Linked DNA regions of Canis lupus: region 1 is linked to region 2. Evidence: chromatin contacts called from public Hi-C data. All regions are on one chromosome and are shown on one strand. The core of a region is the stretch at or near the end of the contact, and the rest is flanking DNA. Distances in the headings are between cores, read along the strand shown. Region 1 holds the start of ACTN4 (alpha-actinin-4). Region 2 holds the start of MRPS12 (28S ribosomal protein S12, mitochondrial).

The links. Hi-C and Micro-C count contacts between places; a contact is called where the count stands out from the background.
Region 1: a Hi-C map of amygdala shows a contact between it and region 2, with 5 times the contacts expected there. The contact joins the promoter of ACTN4 here to the promoter of MRPS12 in region 2. A contact is called at or near these places in 2 of 9 Hi-C or Micro-C datasets (amygdala and blood).

The regions. Positions count from the first base shown.
Region 1 is chr1:115,257,752-115,260,451 of UU_Cfam_GSD_1.0, forward strand. ACTN4 (alpha-actinin-4) reads right to left here and starts at 1,440. Exons shown (of 21, transcript XM_038528971.1): 1 at 1,177-1,440. The coding sequence starts at 1,338.
Region 2 is chr1:114,977,797-114,980,496 of UU_Cfam_GSD_1.0, forward strand. MRPS12 (28S ribosomal protein S12, mitochondrial) reads right to left here and starts at 1,330. Exons shown (of 3, transcript XM_038528964.1): 1 at 1,306-1,330; 2 at 760-827. The coding sequence starts at 808. SARS2 (serine--tRNA ligase, mitochondrial) reads left to right here and starts at 1,343. Exons shown (of 16, transcript XM_038528950.1): 1 at 1,343-1,661. The coding sequence starts at 1,395.

The DNA.
Region 1 (2,700 bases), core at 190-2,689, 280 kb after region 2:
CTGTGACTATCATAAATAAATAAAAATTAAAAAAAAAAAAAAGACACAATTCTTCCCTGACCCTCTCCCTGTCCCCCACCCCCAAACACACTCTGTAGTCCTGCGACTGTACCTCTAGAAGCCCTCCCCCCCAGATTCCTTTCTCAGTCCATCCATCACACACTGCCTTCCCAACGACTTTCATTTTCCTAATCTCCCTCATTACCCGCCATTCCGCCGCTCCCATTCTTTCTCTCCAGGATGCTCACCTTTTCCACACTACCTTTTCCTTAGGCTCCTCCAAACCCTTGGCTGAGCTTTTCAACCGTCCATCAGTTCTTCAGAATCCCCTCTTCAAAACTCTCCAGGTTCCCTCTGCATCCCTCCATCAATTCCTCTTACTCCTCCCGCCTCCCACTCAGAACAGGACACCCCAAATAAATCTCTTCAAACACTTCTTACGACTCCGTAACTTCTTTCATTTGCACCCCTGCCCCCCCTCGCCCCCCACACCCCAGTCTCACACCCACTTCTTTCCTCTGCCCCTCTCCTTTTCCAAGTCTCCCAGGTCCCCCCACTACTCGTCAGACTCCACATCCCTTTCTTAGTACCCCCCTACTCCATCCTCAGACTTCTCCACCCCCTTTAGAACTCCCCCCAACCCCAAGGTTCTTCAGAGCTTTCTGCACTCCAAATAACCCCCTCCACCTCTCAGCCCCTCCTCAGGCTCCCCCAAACATCAATTCCATCCTGGCCCATAAATTCCAGACTCCTCCGTTCGTCTCCGCACCCCCAACCATCCTCTGACCCTTCCATCCCGCCTCAGACCCCAATTCCATTTTAGAGTCTCCAAGCATCTCGGTTTCCCCCAGTTCCCCGCCCAGGCCCTCCAATTCCTCCATCGGGCTGATTTCGTTTTTTGGTTTTGGGGGTTTTTTTTTGTTGTCGTTGTTTTTGACTTCCATATTCCCTACTCGGCCGCCAATTATTTTTTTCAGACTCCCAATTCCTTGCTCAAGTTCTACAGTTTCTTCTCAGGACTACAAACCCCTTCCCGGTCCCGCCAATTCCTTCTCCTGACCCCCGATTCCCATCACGGACCCTCCAATTCCCTCTCGAGACCTCCAACCCCCTTCCAGCGCCCCAACCTCCCTGGGAAGCCCCCCCTTGGGCCCGTCCGGCCCGCGGGCCGCGCACCTTGCGCTGCTGCTTCTCCCAGGCCGGGTCCAGCAGCAGGTCCCGGTCCCAGTCGTCTTCCTGGGCCATGTAGTCGCCCATGCTTCCCCCGCCGCCGGCGCCATTGCCCCCGCTGCTGGGGCCGTACTGGTACGACTGGTTCGCCGCGTGGTAGTCCACCATTCCGCCGCCTCTCGCTCGCCCACCAGCCCGTCCGCTCCCGCCTCAGCTCCCGCCCCTCTGCCCGAGCCTCCGCCGCCGCCGCCGCCGCTGCTTCAGCTGCCTCAGCCCGCCCTCCCCCAGCGCCTGCGCACTGCCTGCCGCGCCTGCGCACTGCGCCGCCGCCGCCGCCCTCTCGCGCGCGCGCGCACCTCCTAACCAGAAATCGCTGAGACCCGCGTCGGGGAGTTCGGCGCCTGCGCAGAGCCCACTTCCCCTGCCGCGCCTTCAGCTCAGGTACGCGCCGCGTCCTCTCTCCCGCGTGAGCGCGCGCGTCCTCTGCGTGTGGGCGGGGCCAGGTCATGAATGATTCATAAGGCGGGGTCTCGCCTTCAAGCCTTAACCTGCTCGGGCCTGGAACGTGTCTTCCCGGTCAGCAACACAAATTCAGCAAGTATTTATTAAACGCCTACTGTGTGCCAGATCATGTTTTATTACCCATTGGCACTAAACAAGATAGGCAAAAATTCCTGCCCGCTTGGAACTACCTTCTGGTGAAGGAAGGTAACAGAGTCGTAGGAAGTACGTATGCCAGGGTGGTAAGTGTTATGGAGAAAAATTAAGCATAAAAAAGAAAAAAAGAAAAATTAAGCATGAGCTGGAATGTCAAACAGTAGTCAGGGCAGGCTTTGCAGAAAAGGAGGACATTTGAATCCAGACCTGGAGGATTCACAAAATGCACATGAGAGTTAGGTAGATTGGAATTGATACTGGCTGACCTGGAAGATAAAAGAATTTGGGGACTTGTCAATCTTCATTCATTCAACAAACACTTATTGAGCATCTGTGGTGTGCCGGAATTGCTCTTGGATGCTGGCAATACAGTGCTGAGCGTGATAAGCAGGATTGGTTCTCAAATGGCTCACATGGTGGGGGGATGACAATAAGTAAACAAATAAATACAGATAAGTGATGTTGCCGTATTTTTTTGAAGATTTTATTTATTTATTCATGAGAGACACAGAGAGAGAGGCAGAGACATAGGCAGAGGGAGAAGCGGACTCGATCCCAGGACCCGAGATTCCTCCCTGAGCCAAAGGCAGACGCTCAGCCTCTGAGCCACCCAGGTGTCCCATGATGTTGCCATATTAACAGGCCTCTCAAATTTAAATATCCAAACCTAAGCTTCTGATCTTCCTAAACCTGATTGCCCCCACAGTCATCCCCATTTCAATTAATGGCACCTCCATCCTTCCAGCTGTGTGGGCAAATAGGTCAATCCTTGCCTCCTCTTTGTCTTCACACCCCACATCCAGTTTAGGAAATTCTGTTAGTTCCATCTTAAAAATATAAATGGGGGCTGCCTGGGTGGCGCAGTTGGTTAAG
Region 2 (2,700 bases), core at 80-2,579:
ACCCCCCCGCAGTACGTGTATGAGGGGCTACCCTTAGAGACACATGTCAAGCCAGCCCAGAGTTGGGACACCCGGATGGCTCAGGGGTTGAGCACCTGCCTTTAGCTCAGCTTGTGATCCTGAGATCCAATCCTGCATCAGGCTCCCCGCAAGGAGCCTGCTTCTCCCTCTGCCTGTGTCTCTACGCCTCTGTGTGTCTCTCATGGGTAAATAAAATCTTAAAAAAATTAAAATAAAAAAAAAAATCTACCCCAGTTCCCTGGCAGGGTGCAAGCCTGTCATGTGATCCTTAGTGAGTGGCAACCAGAAAGTGCTTAATAAATATTGCAAAGAGTGAATAAATGACCGAAATACCTCGCAAAGGGCATGGCCAGGAGAAGGACGTGATGTCCCTAGAGCCAGTAAGGACGTAAATTAAGCATCCCCCTCCGTACCTGGCACACACTAGGATCTTGAAAAATACCAGCTGAACGAATGAGTTAAACGCTTTGCTTGGATGTCTCACCCACGGGGGGGGGGCGGGGAGGGGTTATTTAATAAGTATTTGCTGAAGAAATCGATAATTGACCCAACCGACCCGACGACGCCCCCAATGCAACGACTTCCCCCGTCACCCCTGCAGCGGGAGCTCTGCTAACACCCACCACGCATCCCTAGTTTTAAACCGCGATTCCCCGGGGGCTGCGGCAGAGGCACCCAAGTCCCAGCGCGGAAAACCCTCGTCCAGCTGCGTCTCTGCAGCTCGAGATCCCAACTTACCGTAACTTAGGGACGCGCGGAGGCCACGGAGAAGGCCGGACCAGGACATCCCGCCGTCTGCAGGGTCCCTGCGTTGGAGGATAAGAGAATCAGGAAGGAAAAGGGGACTGGCCGTAGCCCGGGCAGGGCCCAAATCCTCCCATCCCGTCCTCAGAGCCTTCGGATTTAAATCCGAGGAATTTCCTGACAGTCTAACCCCTCACGCTGCTGACACAAATTCCCTCCGTCAATTTTACTTTCGCTCTGAGTAGACTCCGGGCACCCAGCGACCTCTCCCCACCCCCCAATCCCCGCACACAGAAGGGAAACTGAGGAGAGACCCGGGAAGTCCTGAGAAGCAGGGGCTCCACCACCCACCCCAGCAAGGTCCGCAGGCACGCTGAAGCGACCTCTAGCCCGCCCGGAGGCCACCCTGCCAGGGATTGGCTGGACCTGCCTGTCGTGTACGCTGAGGGGGCGGGGCGTAGACCACGATTGGTCAACGACAGAGCCAATCTCGGTCAGTTTTTCCTTCCGAACTGCGTCGCAGACGCGAGCGGCGCTCACCGCCTTCCCGGGTCGCAGCTGCTTTGCAATTGGTCTAAACGCGGAGTGGGCGGGGCGAAGGGTGCGCGACTCCTTGTCCCCTGTCCAAGATGGCTGCGTCCATGGCGCGCCGCTTGTGGCTTTTGGTGGCTGGTCGGGGTCTTCGGCCCCGGAGAGGCTGCGTCCGCAGCCACAGCCCGAGGAGAACTTTCGCCACGGAGAGACGAGACCGGAACCTCCTGTACGAGCACGCGCGCGAGGGCTACAGCGCGCTCCCCGAGCTGGACATGGAGCGCCTGTGCGCATGCCCGGAAGAGGCCGCGCGCGCCCTGCAGCTCCGCAAGGGGGAGCTGCGGCCGGAAGACCTGCCCGCGATCGTGAGTGCGCTTGCGCCGGCCGTCAGCCGCGGGGCCGCGCGGGGCTTGCAGGAGACTCTCCGGCAGGGGGCGAACCTATCGCAGGAATGTTAGTTCTTTCCCGGGTTTAGCCGACACGTGCTTGGCACCCACGTATGTGCCAGTTATGCACGGAGTGCCAGGGTCCTCGTGTCTACACACCCATGAAGCGTCTGTTTCATAAAGCGTGCCGAATACCTGCTTTGCGCTTAGGAACTTCCCACATGCCAAGCTTAAGACCACAAAAAAATGGGGGAAAGGGGCAAAAAATGAGGGGTGGGGTGTAAATCAGAGGGTGGAGGGATCTGCCTTTGGAGAGTAAGAGGTAGAGTCCTGCCCCTGCCCCACGGGTAGCAGGCAGCTAAATATTTAATGAATGAATCGTTCTACCTGCAGCTATGTCAGCAGCATCTACTATGTCCCAGGTGTTGAGGATAAGGGGGTAAATAATATATAATATTACCTGCCACGGAACGAGAAGCAGAGCCACCATGTTGCTAGACCTTGCTGGGGTGCTAAGGAGGGTCCTGTTCTAAGGGCTCTGTACATTTTTGCCTCATTTCAGTTTCACAACCACCCTATGGTGCCATGATGGCCCTCATTAGAGGAGAAACTAAGGCCCAGAAAAATTACTTAAAAAGTGTGGCTGTTCCTCAAGAAATTAAACATGGAATTACCATATTATCCAGCAATCCCACTTCTGGGTATATTCCCCAAAGAAGGGAAAGCAGGGACTTGAACAGGTATTTGTGTACCCACGTTCATAGCAAGATTATTTACAGGAGCCGAAAGATGGAAGCGACCCAAGTGCCCATGGATGGATGAATAGATACACAAAATGTGGTACATACGTTACAGTGGGATATGATTCAGTAAAAAGGGAAGGACATTGTGACACGTGCTACAACATGAATGAACCTTGAGGACGTTATGCTAAGTGAAATAGGGCTATCACAAAAAGACAAAACTGTATGATTCCATTCATACGTGGTACCTAGAGTAGTCAAATTCACAGAGACAG